Linked DNA regions of Zea mays: regions 2 and 3 are each linked to region 1. A link is a contact called in public Hi-C data. All regions are on one chromosome and are shown on one strand. Each heading gives the region's core, a stretch centred on a gene start, on an enhancer-like site or on the middle of the called end of the contact. The rest is flanking DNA. Distances are from core to core; before and after follow the strand shown.

Region 1 (4,295 bases), core at 720-3,219:
TTAACATGTTTGTCATGCTTGTCTTGTTTAATTTAATAGATTATGCAACTAGCATAATATGTATATTATATTAAGTAGCTAGTTGTTCCTCTTTTCTTCTCCCCTCTTACCTTCATCTATTCCTGTTTTCCTCTTCTCCCCCTCTGTAGCCTCCTGTCTTGTTTAATTTAATGGATTAATGCATTATATTATGGGAGGTTGACTTACTGTTTGTTTTCCTTGCTCTTGGTTTTATTTTTGGGTCAGGCAACCAAACATACTCTCTATCCTTTAAGCAAATGTTCTCCCATGTATGGTCATATGATGTGTTTATTCATACAAAACTGAGGCAATCTATTGTATTACTCTCATGAGTTGATCAAGTGATTTTAATTGATAATAATTTCTGAGGCAAACACTTTTCATGAGAAATTGGTGTTACTGTTTCAGTTTTTGTTTCAGGTCTCATGGTATTTAATTCTGTTTATGCAATTTATGTTCTTTCTTCTCTTCTCAAGTTGTTTCTGAAATCACCGTTTCAGTTAATTGATCTCCTTTAGCTGGGTCTCCAGTTGACTGTGCATGTCATTATTAGTGGAGAGCTGAAGGTTCAGATCAGCAATGTTGTTTTGATGGTGTTTGTTTTCTTCTCTTAATTTCACCAGCTCTTGTTGCAGACTCTCTTCAAGAGATTGCTTTTCCTTCAAGTTCTCTTCAAGAGATTGCTTTTCCTTCAAGCTCTCTTCAAGTTTAGCTTCGTATTCTGCAGTCTGTTCTTCAATTTTCTTCTTTTCTTCAGTTATTTGGCTCAATGACTCCATAGTTCTTTTCTTCAAGTTTAGCTGGGGTCTGCGGATCATAGCTGAATTCAGATTCGGCTCGGATCGATTGTTCGCTCTTGATTATTCATGAAATGATCAAGAGAGCTCCTTCTCTTTCTCACTAAATAAGCTCCTTCTCTTAAATCATGTGGATCGATTGTTCTCTTAAATAAGCTCCTTCTCTTAAACTGTGGATCGATTGTTCTCTTAAATCCTGATCCACAGTTGACTGTGCATGAAATAAGCTCCTTCTCTTTCTCACTTGCTGCTTCCACCACACGGTTGACTGTGCACACGGTTGACTGTTAAGCATCACTGCAGATTAATTTTTATATGTCTGATAAGCTTCTAGATCATCAGATGTAATTCTGTTAATTCTGTTAATGTAATTCTGTTAATTCTGTTTATGTTTGTTCTCTTCTCAAGTTGTTGCTGTCAAATGGATCAGGGTTTGTAGGATCAAAATCATATTTTTAGTTCAAATATGTTGCTGTTCGGTTGTATGGATCTGTTTAATTCAGATTATTGTAAATGATATTTAGATGATTGCAATTAGTTCAATTTATGGGTCAAAATCATATTTTTAGTTCAATTCTGTTGTAATCACATCTATTGGATTTCAACGCTTCAGTCTGATTGCAAGAATCACAGCGAGATTTTGAGTTCAAATCTGTTGTAAACATATTTTTAGTTCAAATCTGCTGTAATTAGTTCATATTTAGATGATTGCAATTAGTTCGATTTTGAAATTTGGCGGGAGCTGTATTTTAAACATCAAAACTGAAAACTGGCGGCAACCCAATTGGGCCAAGCTAAAAAAAATGAGAACCAAACAATGTGCCATATGGGCCTAGCTCATTTTGACCAGGCAACCAAATATTTTGAACCGTCTCTATAGATACGGGCTCTCTTGAGCCTGGTTCTTTCAATGAGCCTGACTCAGGCTGGGCCAAGCAACCAAACAAATCCTACGTGTCCCGGCAGATAACGTGGTGGACAAAGGTCCAGGAGACTCGATGGGCCGACGTGCTCTGCTGGACCAACCCATGGGCCTACTGATGGGCACAAACACGGGCTGGCCTTCTGGTTGCGGATGGGCGTCTGCAGCTGTGCTGTTCCTTTTTCCTCTGGTGAGACTTCGCGATTCGTGAATGCGCCTTTCCGTTCCAAGAGAAGGAAGAGAAGCCGCAGCCTCCGCGAGGGCGAGACAGCTCGGCGGCGTGGTTCGGGGATGGGCAAGGGCGCCGAACTGTGGGACGACTCCGCGCTGGTGGACGCCTTCGACCGCGCCATGTTCAGCATGAAAGTATGCCTGCTTGTCTATGGCTTCTATGACTTCCCGGACCACTGCGCCTCGCCGCCGCAGCTGCTAGGGTTTTGGGTTTTGGGGGGGCTTTGACAGGCGACTGTCGGTCTCATCGATGGCTAGGCGCGGTGGGCGCAGGGGGTTTTGGATTCGGGGATGGAGAGCTCAGATTACACCTCATCGCATCGTGATGGGAGATTTATGTAAATTCGTCCGCCTTTTTGCAAAAAATGTTTGTTTGCATCTGGCTAATTGTTGATGTTTGGCAGGAAATGCATTGCAAGAGCAAGCGAGCAACGCCAAGCGAGGATGGGAAGACCGAACTTGCTGCTGCTACTGCAGAAGAGGAGCCAATTACTGCTGGAGCAGCGGATGTGTAAGTATACATGATGTTTTCAGCTTGATTCAGTGGTGGACTATGCTATCCAAAGCAAATGTAGCGGTTTACATGTTTAGAATTACAGTTGGGACGGGTAGAAAAAAGGGTAGCCTGTTGAGAAATAGCTGTTTGCTGCTTTTCCGGTATTTATTTCAACTGTTCAGTTTGGAACTCACATTTTAATTAAGGGATAATATCCGGTGCACATATAGAATCCTGGCCTTCATTTTTTTATAGGGTACAAGGATGCCACGAACTCACACCACTACACACACCACACATGACACCACACGCACACACACTCGTGCACGTCCAATATACACATTAGAAAAGGATTGAAAGGCCTAGACCTCTAGTGTGTAGGAAACACGCAGTACCACTGAATGCACCCGTGTGTGTAAAACCCTACCGGCAAAAAACCCAACCCACGCCTGTCTTCTCGCACACCTGGCGAACGAACCTACTGGGCTACAACCCAGTCCTCCTGGCCCAGGGGCGAAGCTAGGATTTGGGGATGAGGGGGCAAGCTTACCTCAAGCAACCAAGCCAGCGAGGGCACAAGATAAAAATGACAAGAAAATTACATCTCATTTATATCGTGGTGAGTGGATGATCCAAATGTATATAAAAATAAACGGGGTCTATTTCATTTTTTTACCTTTGTCACGAGACACAAGTAAGCAACCCAGACTTGACTATCGCCTTGCGCCCTTGCCGGTTGTCGCGTCCGCCCGTGAGAAGTGAGAACAGCTCGCTGCCAGCAATGCCTCCAACCTCCACATGCGCGTCCACAATTACCTGGGTCAAGCGAGAGGAGGCGTCGTCCCGTACTCCCGTGGAGCTCCACGATGGCGCAGCGGCAGTGCCCCGTGCAGCCGTCATCCGTAGACGACGAGATACGAATATATGACAGGCCACCAAATAATATATTGGCTGCAAGCTACCAGGTTTCGGGAAACGGGAAGGACTTTCAGTATATAATAATGTGGTTGGAGGGAGCCAGGTCCACTCTGGCGCCCCCGGTCTCTTCGCCACTGTCCTGGCCTTCAAAATTAGAACTAACGATGTGCAATTGTCTTGTCCCCCCCCCATCACCAAAAAAATGGCTAGTTACTTTTGTAGAAGCCCACTTGATATCGTGCACCGTTAGATCTGATTTTAAAGGATATGGTTTTTATATGTGCATATGTACACCAGTCCATGTGCACTAGATGCCATCCCTTTAGTTAATGGAGTCAAATAAAGCTTCAGGATGACAATTTCATGTGTTCATCAATCAATCATGCAATTTGTAGGTACTTTAACCCTATAGATTTTTCTTTAAGGCCATCTGCTATTTTGTCTTGCCGGTATTCCCAATGATTTGGCCATGCTCATTTGTCCTTTATGTATCCATATTTAAATTTGTGTGCTATTGTCTTGGCGCTACATTCCTGGAAGACATGTTCAATTTCAATTTCATTTCATTTGTGCATTTTAAAGGTGCGGAGAGGAAGATGCCAACTGTGACAGCACACACTGTGATCTGTCAGAGTTACAACAACAGCCCTATGAAGACAGACAGACAATTGAGCATGCTCCTCTTCAAGAAACTGATCCAGGCAAAGAGACACATGTTTCAGAGGCTAAGACGCTCTCCACCGATGCTTCTACTAATGCTGGTGGAAATTGGAGCTCAAGCCAGCAAACTGGGCAGTACAATGAATTGCTGAGACAATACTATGAACTTGAGGAGAAGAGTCGGAACATTCTTGAGCAACTCCAACAAACAAACTATTCAAATTATCAAGCATCAGGATATGCTTCTACG
Region 2 (4,295 bases), core at 1,103-3,602, 200 kb before region 1:
CCTTGGCGATGGGGCACCACCACCAAGCAACGGTCTACTCGTCAAGCTCGGCCTCCGCCCGCTACGTCGTCCTCAGCTCCTGTGGGCTCTGTTCCAGCCCTTCCCGTGGTCAACTCCCACGACATGCGCACTCGCGCGAAGAGCGGTTATCACCAGCCACGTCACAATCTTCACGTCGAGGTTACCGCTATCTCCCCTGTTCCGTCAACATATCGTCGAGCTCTCGATGATCCCCTGTGGCGTCAGGCGATGGAGGATGAGTTCCAAGCCCTCACCACCAACAACACTTGGACTCTTGTTCCGCGTCCGCCCCACGCCAACATCGTCTCCGGCAAATGGATTTTCAAACACAAGTTCAACTCCGACGGATCCCTCGAGCGCTACAAAGCGCGTTGGGTCCTTCGCGGGTTCACTCAGCGACCTGGCATCGACTTCGACGAAACTTTCAGTCCTGTTGTGAAGCCTGCCACCATTCGCACCGTCCTCAGCTTGGCTCTTCACCAGGACTGGCCGATTCATCAGTTGGATGTCAACAATGCGTTCCTCCATGGTACCTTGACTGAGACTGTCTACTGCACTCAGCCAGCTGGTTTTCTTGACCCTGCACATCCAGATCACGTATGCCGCCTCAACAAATCACTCTACGGTTTGAAGCAGGCTCCTCGAGCATGGTACAATTGTTTTGCTTCTCGCATCCAGTCTATGGGGTTCATTGAGGCCAAGACAGATACTTCGCTCTTCATCTACCAGCATGGTCCCGACAGTGCCTACTTGCTTCTCTACGTGGATGACATCATCTTGACCGCCTCCACGTCAGCTCTGCTTCGCCGGATCATCACTTCACTACAACAGTCTTTTCCGATGAAAGACCTTGGTCCACTTCAGCAATTTCTGGGGATTACCGTGACTCGTTCCGCCACCGGCATGATGCTCTCTCAGCGACAGTACACGCTTGAGATATTGGAGCGCGCCGGCATGACTGGCTGCAAGACCTGCGCCACCCCAGTGGATACTCAATCCAAGTTGTCTTCTTCTGGCGAACCCGTGTCTGATCCTACCCTCTACCGCAGTCTGGTTGGTGCTCTTCAGTACTTGACTTTCACTCGTCCAGACATCACCTACGCTGTTCAGCAGGTTTGCCTCCACATGCATGATCCTCGGGAACCACATCTTGCCGCTGCGAAGCGCATCCTTCGCTATCTCCAGGGGACACCTGACCTCGGACTATTCATCGACCGCGCCTCCTCGCCGACCACCCTCACCGTCTACACTGACGCCGACTGGGCTGGTTGTCCCGAGACTCGTCGCTCCACCTCTGGCTTTGCTGCCTTCCTCGGCACCAGTCTTGTTTCTTGGTCCAGCAAGCGTCAGCAAACCGTGTCACGCTCCAGTGCTGAAGCCGAATACCGTGCCATTGCTAATGGTGTGGTAGAGGCTTCCTGGCTACGACAGCTACTTCAAGAACTGGGACAACCCTTGCAGCAGGCTACCCTTGTTTACTGTGATAATGTGAGTGTTGTCTATCTCTCGACTAATCCGGTGCAACATCAACGCACCAAACATATCGAGATTGACCTTCACTTTGTTCGTGAGCGTGTGGCCGCCGACGCAGTTCGTGTTCTACATGTCCCGACATCCTCCCAGTTCGCTGATATTTTCACCAAGGGCCTTCCTTCTACAGTCTCTGCTGAGTTTCAGTCCAGTATGAATGTCCGGCCAGCCGACGTGGGGGTGTTAGACAACTATTCCTAGTAGGCTATCAGCAGATATAGAAACCCATCCCAGGATATCAATCATGTGATTCATTGCCCGATTACCCAGATCATGTTTCTATAATCTGGGTATGTTTGTGGCTATATATTGTAACATGTTTGCTGATCTTAATCAAGCCGTGTATTCTCCAAATCCTATACGTCTTCAAAATGAACAAGATTCAGACAAGTGCGCCAGGATCGGAGGAACGTCTAGAGCACCGTGGATCAACTACGCATAACAATCTGCAACCAAGCTAATCACCAAATGCACCATAATCACGAAACAGCCAAAGAGAAAAACACACTGGATTTTGCTTCGGAACGGGGAAAGCAAACAAACAGAATCACAGAGAGCAGGAATTCCAAAATCTGCGTTCTCACCTCCACGGATGCGATCCCAACAACCTCGCCCTGTGTCTGAGAACGCGATCGAAATGGGGTGGCAGAATTCGAACCGCCTCGCGCGCATTTTGCTCCCGGTTAGGTTTTCGTAGGTGGTCGGAGCAAGGAGTGACATGGCTATGTCTGGGAAGTGGGAAATGGGAACACATGCTCCTGGGCCGTAACCTAATCATGGTCGGTCAGCCCATTTTCTCATAGAAGCCCAGTGGCCTCCCCTCTCATCCTTTCGCTTTGGACCCCGGTCCCCGGCGGCTTCGAAACCCGCTCGTGGCAGTGGGCGAGGCGAGCACGGCGGCGGAATGATGGCGAAGGGCGGTGCTGGCAGCGGGATGATCTGGGCGACGGCGGAGGATCTTGCGCGGCGCCGGCCGGTGGTTCTGTCCCTGTATCGGCAGGTCCTTCGGGCGCTAAACTCGCCGGCGCTGCCGCTGGGGCACGCGGCGCGGCTGGCAAAGAAGGCGGAATGCCGAGCCATCTTCGTCTTCGGTGCCGAGGAGAGGTCGCTCCACAACATCCGGGACCTCGTCGAGGCTGCGCGCCACACGCTTGGCCTCCTCAACCGCGGCCGCCTCCCGTAGTGAGAAGACAGAGGTACGCAGAGTCTCCCGAGCCTAGCTGCTACCGAATCTTCATTGGTGTCTCTGTTTCATACCTCAGCTTCCTTGCTATGCCCGATTGTAATATTTAGGCCTGCTGCATGTTGACAATGACTGAATTGGTGTCGTCTGTTCTAGTACTCTGTGTCTGAATTGTTTCTCTATGCATACGGCAGAACCGATATGCTATTATTATATTGTAACTGTTAGGAAATAAACTAATCCGTACAATTTCCCATTGTTTCTCCATGTAAACTACTGAAACATATGTATTCTAATTGCGATCTGCAAACCAAATGAAGTATTTTTGTCGGTATGGACGCACAATCGACTACCAAGTAGTACATGAGAATATGATCATTTACACATAAGAGAAGTCGCATTATACTCGACGTATATACCACAAATCTATGGTATGAACATAACTTGGAACTGACAGCAGCATGTTGTGGCATCAAACTCCAGGCTTAGAAGACTGGGCAGACGCCATCACCCAAGTCCACCCCTTTGGCAGTAGGACACTTGGCAAGAGGGCAGTGCTCTCCTGCAGTACCCCACCAATCGATGCTCTTGTTCTGCATGGTCAGCGAGAAGTACAGCAGCACCCCCATGAACGCAACTCCGGCGTCAAGCCCGGCGGAGAGGATGTAGTTGTACCGAGTCCACCACCTCTTGCGGTACCGGAACACGAAGAAGTTAAAGATGGTGCCGACAAGCAGCCACGAGTTGTAGTTGACCGCCGTCGCTGGGGGCATGCTAGCCGTTGCACCAAAGAGCACCGGAAGGTTGATCAGCGGTATCCAGCTCTGGCTGGGGAACACCCTGTGGAGAGCGTATACGATGACCGGGCCTGCCGCGCCGATGAGGAAGAACCAGTTGACGGCGCCGTAGTTCCCACCTGGCCCAAAGATGCGCATTGGACCGACGAGGCCCCAGATGACTGACGCGTCGAAGAACACACGGTCGTTAGGGCATGTCCAGGGGCTGTCTGGCGGGAGTGAATCCGAGCAGATGCCGTGGATGGAGCCAAGCAGCCACCACGCTGTCCCGATGTTGATCGTGCCAGCCACAATGGTACCAACAAACTGTGTAAATACAGCAAGTGAAGATTAATTAGTACAGTACCTTTTTTTTTGTTTGTTTCTTATATGCAAGCAACTGACCATTTCAATTTATAAGAACATTTACCTGAACAAGGAACATGGACTTGGGAGGGATCTTCATATAGTGGCCAAGTTTGAAGTCCGAGAGGAAGGCAACAGCCTGCGACATGCTCATGTAGCCATAGACTTTGAAGCAGACGACGGCGATAGGAGAGCCCGGCATAATCAGACCCATGGCATACTCGGTGATCACATTCAGGCCAGGCGACTGCATGCACAGAAGGCAATTTGGAGGGTCTGTCAGCCTTTTTGTGTACAACGATTATCACGAACACATCTGTCCTTTATGTTTTATTCTTATTAAAAGAACGCTACTACTTGCCTGGTTGGTGGTCGCGGTGATGATGCTGATGGGAAGTGTGAAGAGGAATGCCATGCCA
Region 3 (4,295 bases), core at 1,217-3,716, 130 kb before region 1:
ATCGAGCAGAGCTTCTCTCTGTCCTCCGCTTTGCCTGCCTTTTTCCTGTTCAGCGCATCGACGAGCCACCTGGCTCCAGTCACGTGTGGAAGCGATTATTCCCCACGGTCAGCCGCCCGGGCTCACTCATCATCAGCCGATCGTCGAGGAGATGACGAGCGAGCGACCCGGACACGACGTGGACGCGCGTTCGGTGACAGCGAAGCGGCCTGGCCGGTCGGTCAAAGCCGACGACGAACCTAACGAAACACGGTCGCTGGCTGTTCCCTTTCAGCCTCCTCGCCTGATTGCCCTTGCTAATTCCGGCATCCCGATCCGCCAGCGCTAGCTGCTCGTTTTGCGACCCGCGCTGGATGGAGAGGAACGTGGAGAGCTAGGGGGGTCGCCAGGCGCCCAGGCCTGCCGCGTCGCTGTCCGGCGGAGTGCGCAGAGAGCGACGGCACTTTGGAAATACAAGGCGATAGATATTCTCAACCAACTGAACCAGGCGCGGCGGAGCTGACGGGAACAGTGCCTGCAGGTGCAGCCACCCTGACCCTGCAGACTTTGGTTTTGGAAAGGGCCATCTGCCCTTGCGAGCGGAGCGAGCGACCAAACCCCCCCACAGTCGTTAGTCGGATGAACAAAACTTATCTTTTAAGTTGTTTCAGGTGTTCATAGTCATAGCTGTTCTGGTCTCCGGCCCCCAGGGCCCCAGGTAGAGACTGCTCAGCAATCGATGCGAAAGCACTGTTGCTTCATATATCTAACCTGCCGCAGTCCCGGCCTGTTCTTGCGTGTGGCTCTCCTGCATGCCAGGTCTCCTGAAACTCGTCCGCCATCTATCTATAGTCCTACTCCTACCTGAAACAGTCTTCCTATCCGCAGCGTTTTCCCTACGTGTGCGTGGGTACACGTACACCATAGAAGGATTAAAACATGTGCGTGCATAGGGGGGGGGGGGGGGGGGGGGGGGGGGGGGGGCAAGGTTATATTCTACTCAAAGTCAGCGTATGCCATTAACATCAAAAGCGGCCTTTTGGAGTACTACTCGTTTTTCTTCCGTGGATGGGGTGGCCAACTTGACAGAGCAGGAGCTGGCCGAAAGTAGAGTGAAACGAAAAATAAAATAAAATAAAAGGATCCAACATCTCAAGCGGGGGCAGAGATGCCACTTTGCTCTCCACTTCACTTCAATTATTTGCTTCTTCCACGTCATCCCCCCTCCCCTTACTCAGACTCAGAGCCATCCATCCAGCCTTTCCTTATTTCACAGGGACACGAACACGATCCCTACTCCAAGCAATCGTATAAAGCCTAACTGCTCTGTGGTGCGGTACTTTCCCTCTAATCAAGGCCGTCGTCCTTTTAGAATTTGCTGGTACAGTTCAATGGCAGACAAGTACCTTTTTTATACAATTATTTTTTTTTGCTAGTAGTACTTGGTATTTACATATATTTTTCTCAGAGAGCGATTCCTCTTTACCTATCTGGCAGCTAGCTATACACGCCTACGCTTTGCGTCCGACGCCTCAAACTTTACAGCGGAGGCCGGAGGGATGTGGTTTTGGATCCACGCTCTGCTTGCGGCGTTGTGCACCTGGCCACGGCCGCGGAAATGTTGGTCCATCCAAAACGGGCGGCTTTCTGTGACCGAGACCGAGAGAGAATACCGCACCGATCCTCCATCGCGAATTCCCAAAACGTGATGGCAATGGACGCGCGGATTCGCTGCCGACAAGCCTGATTTCGGCGACGGCGAGGGGGCGGCCGCCGCGATGCTGCTCCGCCGAAATCGAAATGTGTGATAAATTAAAAGGCATAATCGGCACGGCGCACAACGAGAAAAGAACACAACCAAGAGCTTCTCAAGCTCAGATAACCAGCATGTGGGGAAAAAAAAAAGGGAGACAACAACGTGCTGGGGGAGGCAACGAGATGCTTCGCTTCTTCCTTTTAATCCGGGGTCTGAAAAGTCGCATGCTTGTAACACGGTCTCGTTATTAATCCCCTCTACGCTACTGAACAGATGACGTTAACATGGCTCTCCGTGCTAATCTGCGGTGCTCCGCCCCACCCCGGCAAACCTAATGTTTCTAGAGAGGTCCCAGCTGGAAGGCTAGAGCCCCTGCTCCTAGTAGCCGGACAGTCCAACTACTTGTACACCATACATTACCTGACGGAGGGCAGAGCAGTAATTGGTGCCGCCGGGGGGAAGAGGAAGAAGACGGCCCGTGACGACGACCTGCAACCACAACTACCCCCATCCACCGGAAAAGAAAAGAAAAAAAAAAGTGCAGTCCGAACCCACATTCTAATAATCCGCACATTAGCTGTGGCGCGGCGGTTGGATCAGCGAGGCCCGAACGCCATCCGCGTCCGGCAGTACAGGTAGTTATCGCTTATTAAATATCACCCGCACTTTTTTCCCTTCCTCTCCTTTCATCCTCCGCCTCTTTTTCCTCCTCCTGCCGCTCGCCGGAGCACCGCCGCGGGCGCTCCCTCCTTCGCCTTGGTTTGGTTCCGACGCCTACGCGGGATCCGTAGTCTGCGCCGTTCCGGAGTTCTGGAGCCACCTCCGTGCGCTCGGGAGCGCGGCGTTACCGGAGCAGGGGCGGGCGCGGATCGGAGCGCGCTGGGGACGCCGGTAGCGGCCGCCTCAGGGGAATGTGGGTCCCCGTTTGAGGAGGCCTCGGGCCGGGAGGCCGCGCCGAGATGATACGGTGAGCGATCTGCGGGTTTGTGGGTTGCTAGTCGGGAATTGGCGAGCATGTGCACCAGCGCTCTGGGTGGTTGGGTTTGTTTGAGAGGATGCGGGAGTTTGTTTTCTATGGAATTTGCGCAGAAAAAACTCGGGAACTGTTTGATTCGTCAGAATTGACTTGGCCTTGTGGACTCCGCTCATGTTAGTATCATTATTTTGTTTGTTTCGAGTCATACGATTCTATTCGCCTCGAACCGGGAGTGCCGTTTTGGTGATCAACTAACCCTGCAATTCTGGCGGTTCGTTGTCGAAATCCGTCCCAATCGTTTTTTTTAATTTTGTGTTTCCCCTTCAAATTGTGATTTGCCGGATGTTTGGTAGAGATGGGTTGCAGTGCCTGCATATGCGGGGTATAATTTCGCGACTTCCCGCGCTCGCCTGATTCTATGTGTTCTGTAGCAGCTCGCTTAACCCGTAGTTTCGCGTGGTGCCGCTAGTCCTCTTACTATTGGCGCGCCTGTTCCTTTCCGGGCGACGAATTTGCTTCAGACAATTTATTGTAGAACTGAGCCTAATGTGGCAAACATTTACTTTCACGGTTAGTTTTGAGGTGTTTATAAATTCGAACTGTTCCATAGATTTGACCAATTTCTGGAAAGGGTTTGACCACTTCAGTTGCTATTTTTGCCTGCATTTCTGCTATTCTACGTCGATAGGTTTGATATGATGTGATTCGCGGGCTATAGCTCTAGTGTTCTGAATATGAGCTCTTTTATTCACGTGAACTGTGGGTGATCTGAGAAGGAATTTTGAACTAAATGGATGCATTCCTATATTTTGTGATTGTGGTGCACAACTGTTGGATTCTCCTCTGTATAAACAGGAGAGTTTGACTTTTTCAGCATCGTACTACGTGTATCCTAGTCCTAGGTATTGCCACCCGCGTGGCTACAGTGGCTTTTATTATGGGAACAAATTTAGTGACTGCTCGCCTTTTGTAGAATTCAGCTCTGACCTTTGGGCATATAGAGTGGTGTGGAAAAGTAAGCACAATTGACACATGTTCATGAATTGCTTATTTACATTTGTTCGATTAGACTCTTCCTTTTTGGGTTGCGATATTCTGTTTACATCAGCTGAGACAAACTCTTTAAGCTATGTCCATTTCACTTTAGTTTGGCATCTTCCATTACAATATGCCATTTCTAGCTATAATTTAGTAGTGCAATGTGTATACAGTGCTCTAACAAAATCAGTGATTGCTTCTTCTTATGTGCTTAGATCAAGGAGACCGGTTCTCTTGAGCTGGGGACTGCAAAGGATACGTGGCTTCAGTCATTGTGCTCTGGATTTTTAGATCAAGGGACCAATGCCTCCAGGATAATGGCGGGGAAGGACGGAGTTTCTCTGAAATCTGTGTCATACGGGGCAAGGCTGCGCAGGAGTTGTGATGCATCACTGAGAGAGGCAGGGTCCATGAGAGACCCATTCTTGAAACACAGAGTAAAGAAATTTGATCTATCTAGCCTAGATTGGATTGATGAGATTCCAGATTGCCCTGTATTTTCTCCATCAACCCAGGAGTTTGAGGATCCTCTGGTTTATCTCAGCA

The links. A called contact is a pair of places that touch in the nucleus more often than the background predicts.
Region 2: a contact with region 1 is called in a Hi-C map of leaf, with 4 times the contacts expected there. The contact joins the promoter of LOC100304174 here to the promoter of LOC100191236 in region 1. A contact is called at or near these places in 2 of 25 Hi-C or Micro-C datasets (leaf and root tip).
Region 3: a contact with region 1 is called in a Hi-C map of leaf, with 4 times the contacts expected there. The contact joins the promoter of LOC100501391 here to the promoter of LOC100191236 in region 1. A contact is called at or near these places in 11 of 25 Hi-C or Micro-C datasets (bundle sheath, ear, endosperm and 5 more).

What each region holds. Positions count from the first base shown.
Region 1 is chr5:207,312,550-207,316,844 of Zm-B73-REFERENCE-NAM-5.0, forward strand. It overlaps LOC100191236, which reads left to right and starts at 1,970. Exons shown (of 6, transcript NM_001136670.1): 1 at 1,970-2,106; 2 at 2,376-2,482; 3 at 3,968-4,295. The coding sequence starts at 2,032.
Region 2 is chr5:207,113,557-207,117,851 of Zm-B73-REFERENCE-NAM-5.0, forward strand. It overlaps LOC100304174, which reads left to right and starts at 2,353. Exons shown (of 1, transcript NM_001165629.2): 1 at 2,353-2,997. The coding sequence starts at 2,456. The coding sequence ends at 2,734. LOC103627583 (oligopeptide transporter 4) reads right to left here. Exons shown (of 6, transcript XM_008647886.4): 4 at 4,238-4,295; 5 at 3,941-4,123; 6 at 2,921-3,837. The coding sequence ends at 3,220.
Region 3 is chr5:207,182,729-207,187,023 of Zm-B73-REFERENCE-NAM-5.0, forward strand. LOC100501391 reads left to right here and starts at 2,467. Exons shown (of 11, transcript NM_001362567.1): 1 at 2,467-2,702; 2 at 3,965-4,295. The coding sequence starts at 4,067.